2 separate regions of the Bos taurus genome follow, and region 1 is linked to region 2. A link is a contact called in public Hi-C data. All regions are on one chromosome and are shown on one strand. Each heading gives the region's core, a stretch centred on a gene start, on an enhancer-like site or on the middle of the called end of the contact. The rest is flanking DNA. Distances are from core to core; before and after follow the strand shown. Region 1 overlaps PHLPP1 (PH domain and leucine rich repeat protein phosphatase 1). Region 2 overlaps PHLPP1 (PH domain and leucine rich repeat protein phosphatase 1).

Region 1 (6,778 bases), core at 2,882-5,381, 64 kb after region 2:
TTGGCATAGTCAATAAAGCAGAAGTAGATGTTTTTCTGGGACTCTCTTCTTCGATGATCCAGTGATCATCCTGGTGGTTTGGTGTGCGCTGAAGGCTGAGGCCCTCTGCTGTAGGTTGTCTTCGTGCAGCAGTTGCTTTAGCATTTTATTAATGTCATTTGGTATATACTAGACTCATCTGCAGAGAAGGCAATGGCACCCCACTCCAGTACTCTTGCCTGGAAAATCCCGTGGACAGAGGAGCCTGGTGGGCTGCAGTCCATGAGGTCGCTAAGAGTCGGACACGACTGAGCTACTTCACTTTGACTTTTTGCTTTCATGCACTGGAGAAGGAAATGGCAACCCACTCCAGTGTTCTTGCCTGGAGAATCCCAGGGACGGGGGAGCCTGGTGGGCTGCAGTCCATGAGGTCGCACAGAGTCGGACACGACTGAAGTGACTTAGCAGCGACTTAGCTGCAGCTTAGCAGCAGGCTCACCTGACTCTATGGACATGAAATTGAGCAAACTCTTGGAGATAGTGGAGGACAAAGGATCCTGGTGTGCTACCAGGGATGCAAAGAGTCAGGCATCACTTAGCGACTGAACAACAACGTACATTACACAGAATGTATAGTCATAGTTCATTCCTTTGTTTTTATAGTTTGTTACATTGATTTTTCAAATTTTAAACATTCATGGCTACTTTTACTAGCTAATTTTATAGTTTATATTAGAATTTGCTTTGATGGGTTTTTTTTTCCCCCTCAATTACTTTGGGCCTGTGTTTACATAATCTGTAAGAATGTGAAGGGCTAGCACACGTCTTCCAGGCACTGTTTTCATGACTATTATAGGGGAAATTATATAAACTCTAGTGGTAGTCAAGAACTTAGAGATTAGAGAAAGGTTCATGGCATGGCATTTCTCGACAAAAAGGGTCTACCCTAATTTGGGATAAATAAGCCTAATCAGATTGAGTAGCTGTCAGTAAGAAGCAAGATTTACTGGGCAGTTGACTTTGTATATTTTGATCGGATGCATAAATGAATGCTCCTTGAATTCATTTAGCAGCTGGCTGTCATCTCCATTAGCTGAAAGCAACGAGTCTTGGTTCTGCTTCAGAGCTGCTGCTAGCATGCCTTGCTGAGCTTGCTTAGATTTTCAGCTCAAAAATTCCCAGCTGCCAGTTCAGAGAGAGGTCTCTGGACCTTATTATAAGGTCATCTAAATCCTTCTGCCCACTCTTGAAATGATCCTGGGCAGGTAATTTAATTCAGTCTTTCTGACACTGCAGGTGGTCAAGAAGGATTTAAGGATTTATATGCAATAAGAAACACTCTTTAGAGTTTTGTCAGTCTTAGCTCTGAAGGTAGAGAAGATGAGGTGAGAGTTGAATGCTCTGAGTCATTCCTGACCATTTTCAGCTCTAGGGACATGGTAAATTCTTCCACCAACCCTTACTTTTTGGTGCTGTGTTATCATGCCAATGCAGGAGACCTGGGTTCTATTCCTGGATCAGGAAGATCTCCTGGAGAAGGAAATGGCAACCCTCTCCAGTGTTCTTGCTTAGGAAATCCCATGGACAGAGGAGCCTGGAGGGCTATAGTCTGGGGGGTTGCAAAGAGTCAAACATGACTGAGTGACTGAACAACAACATTATCGTGAATACTTTCTATCTCCAAAGTTTTAGAAATTGTGATTGCTTCAGTGCTGTTCTTATTTTTTTTTTTGACTGTTTCAGTTACACTAGACCCTCTTAAGTTATATGTGCTCATATGAGCTCAGTTGCTAAGTCATGTCCGATCTTTGCGACCCTGTGAACTATAGCCTACCAGGCTCCTCTGCTCATGGGATTTTCCAGGCAGAAATACTGGAGTGGGTTGCTATTTCTTTCTCCAGGGAATCTTCCCAATGCTGGGACCGAACTTGCAGCTCCTATGTTAGCAGGCAGGTTCTTTACCGCTGAGCCACTGGGGAAGCTCCACTAAGTTCCACAACATTCTGTAAATATTTTTGTAGATTATTTTAGGGAAATGGAGGCTATTAATGCTTCGCTATGTTCAGGTAAACAGAACTAAGTGAAGCCAGCACAGTAAGGTTGTCTTAGTTATTGCCTCAGAACTCAGTGGCTTAAAACTGCACACATTTATGGTCTCGCAATTTCCGAGTCAGGAATTCTGGAGTGGCTGAGCTGTCTCACTCTGGCCACATTATTGTGAAGACTGCAGCCAAGGTGTCCTGGGGGCAGAGTTCTCTGGCTTGACCAGGACTGGAGGGTCTTTCCCGTGTGGCTTGCTCACGTGGCTGCAGAGGAGGCCTCAGCTCCGTATTGGCTGTTGGCAGGAGGGTTTAGTTCCTCACCTGGTTGGCTTTTTCATGAGGTTCCTTGTGTGTCCTCATGACATGGCAGCTGGCTTCTCCAGAGAGAGTAATGCTAGCAGAGGTAGGGTGGAAGCTGTGCTTTTTATGACCTGGTTTCAGAAATCACCAGTGGCTCAGACGACAAAGAATCTGCCTGCAATTCAGGAGACTCAGGTCCAATCCCTGGGTCGGGAAGATGCCCTGGAGGAGAAAATGGCAACCCACTCCAGTATTCTTGCCTGGAAAATTCCATGGACTACAGTCCATAGGGTTGCAAAAGAGCTGGGCATGACTGAGCAACTAAGACTTTGACTTTTTCACTTTTCAGAAGTTGCAGCAGCCACTGAGTTGGCTACATTCTGTTTGTTAGAAGCGAGTCACTGAGTACGGCCCACAGCAGAGGGAATGGGGTTGGGCTCCACCTTTGAAGGTGGGGGGGGGGAGAATTTTTAAAAATTGGTGGACATATTTTTAAACTACCACAATGATAGGCATTGGAATATATTAATATTTGGCAAAGACATGTAATTGGTAACAGCCAAATTTGCAGTAATTTCTATGGTGTTCAGCGGTCTCCTAGTTAAAGCAGGTGTTTCCACTGCTATATCTGTTCCTGAAGCTTCTCATATTTTCCAGAGTTGAAGATTAAATGGGTTTATGGGAAAATAGAACTCGAGAGAGGTAGGACTTTAAGTCCAAGCATCTTTATAACCAAAACACTAACAGAAATAGTAATGGATACCTCAGGAGATAACTGGACAGTGTAGCCTGGTCTCTTACTGTGGGAGTTGAGTTACCTTAGGGAATATTAAAAATGCACAGTAATGTAAGAGTAGAAATGTTGGCTTGTGGGCATTGAGACTGAGTTTGCTATGGGCTTTTCCCTCTGTTTTTGAAAGTTATAATTCCACTCCCAGTATTCTGGCTCCCCTTGCGTACAATAAATCCTTGTGGACGAATGCTATACATACCATGCTGACTTCATTCCCCTCTGTGTGAGCTGTTGTTTAGTTTCTAAGTCATGTCTCATTGATTGTGACCCCATGGACTGTAGCCTGCCAGTCCAAGCTTCTCTGTCCATGGGATTTCCAGGCAAGAATACCGGAGTGGGTTGCCAGGGGATCTTCCCGACCCAGGGATCGAACCCACATCTCTAGTGTCTCCTGCATGGGCAGGTGGATTTTTCACCATAGTGTCTCCTAGGAAGCCCATATATGAGTTAATTAGTATTAATGAAACATATCGTGGCGGAACAGACTGTTGGGCTTCCTAGCTGGCACTAGTAGTAAAGAGCCCGCCTGCCAATGCAGGAGACATAAGAGACGTGGGTTCGATCCCTGGGTCAGGAAGATCCCCTGGAGGAGGAGATGGCAACCCACTCCAGTGTTCTTGCCTGGAGAATCCCACGGGCAGAGGAGCCTGCTGGGCTACAGTCCATGAGGTAGCAAAGAGTCAGACACGACTGAAAGCAGTGTTGCGCTAGCTAGACTGTGGTCCGTTTTCTTTAAGTACTTGTCTTCTAATCATGTTTGTTTATTTATTTAACAGAATTCCCTACTGGACTCACCTGGCGGTCCAGAGGTTGGGAATCTGTTTGCTAATGCAGGGGACACGAGTTGGAGCCCTGGTCTGGGGGGATCCCACATGCTGGGCAGCGGCTGTGCCCCGAGCCAGAGCTCCTGGGCCCACGCTCTGCGGCACGAGGAGCCCCCACGCTGCAGCCGCAGAGCAGCCCCTGCACAGCAGCGAGTCCCCACGTTTGTGGCAGTGCAGAGATTGTTCTGTTTACATTTGTTTTCAAAGGTAGTATGACGACACCCCGCCTACCCAGAAGTGACCCGTTTGGAAGCCCGCACTACTTAGATTAATACTTTTAAATACAGAAGTCAAGCAGGACAGACCTCTGAGTGGAGGAAAAGACTTACCACAAAGTTTAGTCCTTTACTTGGAAGAAGGGTAGAAAGCTAGCTTTTAGCCTTTTGTTTTAGGATCGATTGTAAAGTAAGGTAATACATTAGAAATTCTTTATATACTCATTACTGTCAGTCGTTGGAAAAGAAGAGCCAAAGAACTATGGTAATGCTGAAGCTTGGAGGTGTTTTTAGACAAGAGCAGATAGCTCTTCTAGTCCATTGGATTCACTGAATTTCTGAATGTAGTAATATAGTGAGAATCCACACTTTAAAGAAAATATGTTAAACATACTTGTATAATCTATGAAAGTGAATGGTAGGTGTTTGAGAGAGTTAAATTTAACTCTGTGGCACTTCGTTCCAGCCAACATGGAGTGACAGACTGCATTTACTCTTTAACCTAAAAGAAATAAACAAGTAAAAACCAGGTGAAATACATGAATCAGCTGTCAGACACTGAGCATCAGGCAGCACAGGACACAAAACACATCACACGCACGTTGAGAGAAGCAAAACAGGTGGAAACAGGCCTACAAAGGTGCCCTCTCACTGATGGTGGGAGAGCGTTCAGGCTTCAGTTGCAAGGAGGAGGAACCCAGGCAGAACCTGGTACTGACCCTGCATTCAGGAGACAGCTGGGAGTCCACTGAGGCTACATAGTTTGAGTATAAAGAGTAAGGTGCTGGAGGGAAGAGAGCCACTCAGAGTCCTGGAGACGTGCGGGGAGTCGTCACTGAGCCTTCAGCTTCGTGCTGACCCGTCGTGTGTGAGGAAGATACCGTGAGGCTGGGGCTAAAAACCACTGAGGAAGAGCAGGGGGACTAAACCCGGACGCTTGCCCAGGGCCAGGCCCAGAGAGAGCCTCACAAGTCAGAAGGCATCCGTTAACAGTACTGCTTACTAATACTGTCATTATAAATCTAGACTTAAGGCGGCTCAGGTCTAATATGACAAATCCCAGAAAACAAGCCTTGTAAGAACCAAAGTGTTTTCAGCTAACTTAATTGTGTCCCAGAACAAAACTCCATCATATTCATAAAGATACAAGAATATCCAGTTTTCAACGAGATAAAATTCATAATGACTAGCTTACAAACAAGTGACAAGGTGTGCAAAGAAGCAGGAAAATATGACCCATAAGAGAAAACCGTAAAGCTGACACAAACGATACAGATGATAGAATTAGTTGACAGGTACATTTAAGTAGCCATTCTAATTACATTTCATATATTTATGAAGATAAAGCAGAATTAGGAGTGACATCGAAGATACATACATATCTTTTGTATGTTTGTATACATATCTTTTGTGTGTTCGTATGTGTATATAAGGATGTGTACCCACATACACCCAGATCTAACTTAGAGGTGAAAAGTACACTGGATAGAATTAACAGGAATTAAACACTGCAAAAGAAAAGGTTAGTGAGCCTGAACCACAGCTTGCCGGAATTTGTGGAACGCCGTTAAAGCAGTACTTAGACGGAAGTTTATAGCATTTAAATGTGTATGTTAAGAAAAGGAAAAGTGACCTCAGCTTTCATGTTAAGAAAATAGAAAATAAGTAAAAATTAATCCTAAAATTAGTAAGAGAAATAAGAATCATAAGAACAGAAATAAATGAAACCGTCAACAGAAAAACAATAGAGAATGAAACCCAAACCGGTTTTTTTGTGATGTTTGATAAAATTGGTAATGTAATTAGACTGATACAAGTATATGTCTCCTAAACTAATGAAGTAAAAACAAAAATAAACAAATGGGGCCTAATTAATCACAAAAGCTTTTGCACAGTGAAGGAAACCAGAAACAAAGCAAAATGGCACCCTGCAGAATGGGAGAAAATATTTGCAAACAATGTGGGCTGAAAGGGATTAATTTCCAAAATTTACACACAGCTTATACAACTCAGTATGGGCAGAAGACCTAAAGAGACATTTCTCCAAAGAAGACATACAGATGGCCAACAGGTACATGAGAGAATGCCGAGCATCAATAGTTGTTAGAAAAGTGCAAATCAAAACTGCAGTGAAGTATCACCTCACTGCACCGGTGACCGGAGGGTCAGAATGGCCATCATAGGAAATTCCACAAGTAGTAAATGCTGAAAGGTTGTGGGAAAAAAGGAACGCTCCTGCACTGTTGATGGGAATGTAAATTGGTGGAACCACTAAGGAGAATAGTATGGCAGTTCTTTAAAAAACTAAAAATAGCATTACCATAGAATCCTGCAATCCCACTCTTGGGCATATATCCAGAGAAAACCCTAATTTGAAAAGATACATGCACCCCAGTGTTAATTGCAGAACTGTTTACAATAACCAAGACATGTAAGCAGCCCAAGTGTCCATCAACAGATGAATAAAGAGGATGTGGTGTGTATATGTACATATACCAATGGAACATTACTCAGCCATAAAGAGAATGAGATAATGCCATTTGCAGTCATCTGGATGGACCTAAAGATTATCAGACTAAGAGAAGTAAGCCAGGCAGAGAAGGACAGTATCATAGGATAATGCTT
Region 2 (6,903 bases), core at 2,810-5,309:
CAACCCTCATCTCTGTAAAACCTTCAGTGGAGAGCGAGGGGTGAACAGTTGGATGAGAGCTAAAGGAAAGGGGAGTGTGTAGTTGTGTGTTGTGCTGTGCCTTGTACTGTGTTACACATTTTTAAAATATAAACACACAAAAAATAGTTACTTAAGGGATTTGTTAAGAAGAATTTCTGACACATGGAGGCCTTGACTGGATGCATAGGAAACCAGGTATTAGAGGCAAGACAAAGAATTTTGAATATTCAGCAGTTTTCATTGAGAGAAATACTGCAGAATTTTTGTTTTCATTTTTCAGTGAGGTGAGAACGCTAATGTGTTGCAATATGTTTAAGTATATAGTTAGATTACATTGTCTTTTCTATGGAAAGCGGATAAAAATATTTCTAGTTGAATTTGTAGTAAATCTTGCACTAGAGGTTGTCTTGTGTACTGATGACTAGATATTAAAATAATTTACAAAAGAGAAACAGGTCATATTTTCCTACAGTATTCTCAAGCTTTTTTGTTTCCATGCCTCAGGAAAGTGATTTCTCAGATAAAACCATGATATTTAAATTAGTTTCTTCCCTTTTTTGCATTCCCTTTCTGTATCATTTGTCGTATTTGCTAACGAACGTTATTATTTTTGAGAAACTAGTTCTCAGCTTTATGTCAATTGTTATTCATGATGTGATATTTATCTTTTAGGATATGTGCTTGTATAAATGACTGCTTTAAGTTTTAGCTGAATCGAGGCCAGGGGTGTGGTTAAACACCCTACAAAATACAGGACAGCCCCCCACAACAAAGACTTATCTGGCTCTGTTAATGATGCTGGAGTTTAAAAGCCTTGATCTAGAAAACATAGCCTAAGGAGCAAAAATGGAGGTCTTTGATTTAATCCCACAGAATATACCTGCCCACCAAGAACTTTAAAGGAAGAGGCAGGCTTTTATGGGAAGAACACTGTGGTTCCCAAGACTGAGAAACAAATAGACCATAATTGGAAAAATAATGCCGTGCGAGGCGTTTACTTAGCCTGAAGCAGCCGCCGAGTTGGAGCCTGCTGTGTTCCTCCTGCGCCTGTGCGCCTTCTGCTGGGTCCGGGCATCGTGAGGCCCTGGGGAGGGCACGCGGGCTTGGCGGGGCTGGGCCCGGCTGCACAGAGCCCCTGCAGCCCCTCAGACGGCGCTCTGGTCGGCGTGGGCACCGGGAGCTGTGCTGGGGGCCCAGCGAAGGGAGGGGTCCCTCAGCCTGGGGACCCAGGGCCGCCGTCTCCACGGAAACCGTGAAATTAAACAAGTGAAAAGTGTGAGATGAAGCTCGTTGAAGATGTCTAGGAGATGAAGCGTTTTGCCAGGTGAAGAAAGTTGGGGTACCAGCCTCATTGTGGGTGGAGGCAGGAAACCTGAACGGCGGCCTGAGACCCTGAGAGAGTGCGGGTTTGGGGAAAGGGGCTCAGTTTGTGTGGCTGCAATGAAGGCTGCGCTGGAGGGGTGGCGGGGGATGACCGCGCCCTGCCTGGAGTAGCCCCGTGTCAGCCGCCTGCCTGCCGGCTCGTGCTGAGCGTGGACGTCAGTTTGTAGGCATGGGGAAAGCTGATTATTCGTTTCAAAAGGTTGCTTTAGGTCAGAATAAGAGGGACAGAAACAAGGAGACCAGTTAGAAGTTAATTTGACAGAGAACAAGGCAATGAGAGTGGAAACGGGGGTAAAGGAGAGCAGCTTCGGAGATGGTTTGAAGAAGAGCCTGTAGGTTTGGTGAAGACAGGATGAGGACGTAAGGTAAAAAAAAATGAGACTGGGTTGTAGCTGCAGTGGAAATGAGGGATGGATTCTAGCTTCAAGGGACATGAAGAAGTAAACCACACAGGTCTGAGGAGGCGCGAGGGGGGCCTGGTGTTAGGTCCTCCGTTTTCAGGCGCTGCTGAGTGCTGAGGCCCCAGAAGGCTGGGGATCTTCTGTAGGGTCCTACGGGTAGGCTTGTGCCAGGGTGGGAATGCCACTCTGCTCTCTGCCTAGAGTGCGTTGCTGTGGGTTTGTGAGCTCTGCTCTGCGTGAGTCCTGGGGTGCTGCTGATGTAGACCAGGGTATAAACCCCGGGGTTGGGGTGCTCCCCAGAGCCCCCTCCTTGCGCTGGAAACAGAGGAGGCAGGGGTTCTTTCAGTAAGGTTTCAATGAAATGCACTTGTGTTTAATCCCTGTAATAACATGTTTAGGTGAATATAGTTATTTTGGAGAACCTGAGATGTTAGGAAGTCCATTCTTTCAAGCTTTTGTTCACTGTAATAGTGTGTTTGGAGCCCATCTTTACTGAAGAGGGGCAAGTGCATTGTCAGGGACTGGACTATGTATTTTGGGCTTCCCGGGACCTCAGTGATAAGGAATCCACCTGCCACTGCAGGAGGCTCAGGCTCCATCCCTGGGTTGGAAGATCCCTGAAGGAGGAGATGGCACCCCACTCCAGGATTCTTGCTTGGAGAATCCCATGGACAGAGGAGCCTGGCGGGCTCCCATCTATGGCATCGCAAAGAGTCGGACACGACTGAGCGACTAAACTACACCGACAGGACTACGTGTCTTACTGTTCTGCCTGGTTCAGATGGTGGTGGTGGAGGAGTAGAGAGGACCGTGGAGCGGAGCTGTTCTCAGATGAGGCAAGGCCTGTTCCATGCAGAGAGGACCGTGGAGTGGAGCTGTTCTCAGATGAGGCAAGGTCTGTTCCATGCAGAGAGGACCGTGGAGCGGAGCTGTTCTCAGATGAGGCAAGGCCTGTTCCACGCAGCAGCTTCCCCTGCAAGGTCATCTCCGCGAGGCTGGGAGGCTGCTCTCTGTGCGCTTCCATGGTCCTCCCCTGCTGGCTGAGTCGAATACTCTATTGGCTACTTCTTCAGAATATATCCAGGATTTGTCTTGTCTCCTCTGCTCCCTCCTCAGTTCAAGTCCTGTCGTCTCCCCTGGATTTATTACACAAGCCTCTTAATGTCCTATCTCCCTGCTTCCCAGCCAAATGAACCAGGTTCATTAAAGTCAGATCATGACACTGCTCTCAGAACTAATGGTTTCTGTCTCAGAGTAAAGGGCAAAGTCCTTACCAGTTCCTGGAACAGTGCTTGGCCTGCGTTGGGCACTCAACACTTGTTGAACAAATGAATGGCTCCCACTTTAAAGAAAGAGGAACGGTGTTTTAGATAATGCATTATGAGTTTGTACTTGGCTCTGCATCAAAAGATTGATAAATGAATACACATTTGTTTTATGTTAAAATATAGTTGTTGAAGGTATTTATGTTCACATTATTCTAAATGTTTTCATTTCAAACCAAAAAATGGCTCTTTTTTGATAATCAACTGGGTCTATATAAGTCATATACAAAGACTTATGAGATATATGGTGAATTTGATTAGAGGAAAATAACTCAGGACTTATTTTAATAATAATTAGTATGATAACTGTTGTATATTGAGCCTCCACAGTGCTCCGTAGGCGGTACAGACAATGTGTGAGTATTGCTGGCATCTGATTTGGTTCCCTGACAGGTCTGAGTCCTCTATTCACTGCCTCTAAGAATCTGATCACTGTTATGTCAGGAAATGTGTGCACATGCATTCAGGTGCATCTGAACAGTCCTGCCAAGTAGTGGGACTTTTGAAGTTTATTAGTTACTGGTTGCAGCATAAATATTGAAGCAGGACACGCCATACCCGTGTTCCTGACACTCTGGATGAACTTCACCTTATTCAGGATATGACATGCCTGGCATGACTTGTTTATGTACCTTCCAAGCAATTAGATGAAGAAGGGTAGTTTCCTCAAGATAAGGACTTTAGTAAAAGTTTGGCTTTTTTTTCCTCTGTGACTCTCCTTAGAGAAACGGTCTGTTTTATAGTTTCTTATCATGGGCCAAAGAAAAAGATTCCACAGAGATTTTTTGGATGCTCTGGGATTGAGGCTCTTGCTTTTCGTCGAAGTTGCCTCTTGGAGTTGAGTTTATTTCCTTGAGCAGGTCCTGCTTGCTGGGTCCTGACGAGGGCTGAGTGCCGGCAGCTCGTCCCAGCCCTGCAGCCTGCTGGCCCCGCCCCTCCTCCCGGCCCCGCCCCTGCGGCCTGCCCGGCCCCGCCCCTCCGGCCTGCCCGGCCCCGCCCCTCCGGCCTGCCCGCAGCTGTTCCCCAGCCGGCGCTCTGTCTCTCCTCCCCAGGCGGGCGGGGTGCCCGCTCTGCGGCCCACGGAGAGGCCCTGCTCAGCTGTCCGCTCCGCTCTGGGGCTCCTTCCATCCTGTGGGACAGGCACGCCCATCACCTGTCCTGTCACTCTGGCCCACTGTGCCTGGGGCCAGGCCGCGCGCGTGCACGCGTGCGTAAAGGTGGGGGTGGGGGAAGGCAGGGTGTGTGTGTGCACACAGCAGTGCACGCAGGCTCCGCTCTGTGAGTTTGGCCGCTCCTGGACCTGTGGAGGCTGTGGCCACCACACTTTGTGAAGCGCTTTTCCCGCCCGGAATCTATTATGAAATGTGTTTGCTTTCACAGAAAGCCTTCTGGTGAACAGTTTTGCTCAGAGAGGGGAGAGGGTTTGGGGGCTTGTGGTGGAAGAGACTAAAAGGCGTTTTAGAAACTTAGTCGCCTGGGCTGACTGGATCGGCAGTGGGGCCCTTCTGACAGAAACGCCAGCAGGCTGGGCTGCGCAGCTTTTGTGTCAGAGGGTAATTGCCTTGTCCTTTCTCCTCTGTATTTGCTGGAAGAGGAATTTGATGACACACTCCATGTACCAAATTCCGCATGTAAGTTAAGAGAGGAGCAGCTGAGTAGAGGTGGGCGTTTCTGTGTTGTGTGATAGAAAGCCTCAGATTGCTGTCCTCGGGATCCCTAATGTATCTCTAGGACTAAAACAGGCTTCTTGAAATTAACAGCTCGCAGGTTCTTGTTCTTGAGATAGCCAGGTAGCGCTTTGGAATAACTGAGGAGTCAAATGAGCTAATAACTATGTTTTGTAGGCTGTAAAGGTTTAGACATTGTATTCCTGTCTTTGCTGTCCTTTGGACAGACGATCGTTATAATCCGTTCACTCCATGCAGATGAGGAAAAGTTGAAAGGCCCTTTGCGTTTGTGACTGGCTGGCTCGTCCAGAATCTGATCCCATCCTTCTCTGTGAGCCCCCTGGCCCTTTCTTTTCTTTTCAGGTTCTTACCCAGACTGGTCTTCTCCATAAGTTACTCCTTTCCCTGGAGTAAAGAGGGAAAAGTTTAGATAGGAAGCTGCTTTAGTATTGTACTGGTAAGGTCATTTGTAGCTGCTTTGGTTCTGTTGAGCTGGGCATTCACTGTCAGGGGTTTCTTAGAAGGTGCTGCTCTCCCTTCAGGTAACGGTTCTTGCTTACTTTCCCTTAGCCAGCCCTTCTTGCCATTTCTTCACATCTGGGTAAACAGAAACATGATTTGTGAGACAGTTTTATTTTTCCCTTTTTATGTGTGCTAACTGGGAACCCAGGTTAATGTTTCTTTCATTTGTTTTTCTTTTTATTTTAAAATGTTTTAGCCTAGTTTGTATGTTTGTGCTTAGTCACTCAGTCATGTCTGACTCTTTGCAACCCCATGGATTGTAGCCCACCAGGCTCCTCTGTCCATGGGATTCTCCAGACAAAAACATGAGTGGGTTGCCATTCCCTTCTCCAGGGGATCTTCCCAACCCAGGGATCGAACCCGGGTCTCCTGCACTGCAGGCGGATTCTTTACCACTGAGCCATCAGGGGGTTAGACTAGCTTATGTTACACTAAAAATTCCCAAATGATTTTAGTGGCTTAAAATAGCAAAGGTTTCATTCCTGTTTGTGTTATTGACTGTGCATTGCCAGTGGGTGGGGGTGAGAGGGGGCCTGCACTCAGGAATCCAGGCTGATGGAGCAGATGCTCTCCAGAACGTTGCGAGTTGCCTGATAGAGGGGAAGGAGTTCCAGAGAGCGTCATCTCACACGGCTTACGTGACCCGACCCCACACAACCACAAGGAGCCAGGAAGAGCAGCCCTCCCAGTGCCCGGGAGGGAGGCCCACCCCGCAGCTGGGTCATTAGGATGCCTCTGGCTGCACATGATGGACAGCCTGAATCAAGCAAGCTTAAATCATGAGGGAATGTAGGATGTCACACTCTGAGAAGCTGGAAGCCTATGGGGTCCAGACAGCAGGGCGTATGCTTAGCAGCTCAGTGACATCTTCAAGGACTGGAGTCCTTTCTGTCTCTCAGCTCTACCAGGTTGGCGTCCCTCTAGGTCAGAAGCTGCTTCAGCAGTTCCAGGTGGCACTTCCAGTAATGTTAAAGTCTCAGAAGAAGACACAGAAGAACAGCATTCTTCCTAGGAGATCTTTCCCAGAAGCCCCCAGTTAGATATCTCATGTTTCACATGTGCATTCTAAAGCAGTTACCATGGTGAGTTTAGAAATGACGATCTACTTGTTGGAGCTAAAACTAGAGGGGACTTTCCCTGAAGCACGTGACTGTGGGTAGGAGAGGTGGGCACTTAACAGAAAGAGGGTCTGGTCAAGGGTGCTGTGGAACGAGCTGCCAGCAACGTAGGCCACGTCCTCTGCAGCCGGGATGCTTGTGCATGAGGCTTTCATCTCTAGAGGTGATCGTCATGCATCTAGGTAATCTGTCTAGGGATTGAGTTATCTATCTAGACATAGTCATTTCTTGATGAGTGTAAAATGGTACATAGAATGGAGATTTGTGTGGCCAAGAGGTAACCTTTAAACCTCTTTTTCAAATAGTTGAGCAGATACAGGACTGTTTTCACAGAAGTCAGCATTACGTGCAAAGCGCCGCAGTAGGGGCCGGGTAATGCGTTACAGGAGAGGAAAGGCCTCAGCGGCGGGTAATGTGTTACAGAGGAGAAAAGGCCTTAGCGGCATCCTCCGTTTACAGATCTGCT

Evidence for each region. A called contact is a pair of places that touch in the nucleus more often than the background predicts.
Region 1: a Hi-C map of liver shows a contact between it and region 2, with 2.0 times the contacts expected there. The contact joins two enhancer-like sites. A contact is called at or near these places in 2 of 11 Hi-C or Micro-C datasets (liver and skeletal muscle).

Annotation. Positions count from the first base shown.
Region 1 is chr24:61,150,845-61,157,622 of ARS-UCD2.0, forward strand. The region is part of intron 1 of PHLPP1 (PH domain and leucine rich repeat protein phosphatase 1); the gene reads left to right. Among named protein-coding and RNA genes, the nearest start is that of PHLPP1, 99 kb to the left of the region's middle. Within about 2 kb of position 4,132, at least 1 of the 102 cell types and tissues checked has an H3K27ac peak or open chromatin away from gene starts, as enhancers often do. A contact at or near this core is called in liver, where this site is marked.
Region 2 is chr24:61,086,777-61,093,679 of ARS-UCD2.0, forward strand. The region is part of intron 1 of PHLPP1 (PH domain and leucine rich repeat protein phosphatase 1); the gene reads left to right. Among named protein-coding and RNA genes, the nearest start is that of PHLPP1, 35 kb to the left of the region's middle. Within about 2 kb of position 4,060, at least 70 of the 102 cell types and tissues checked have an H3K27ac peak or open chromatin away from gene starts, as enhancers often do. A contact at or near this core is called in liver, where this site is marked.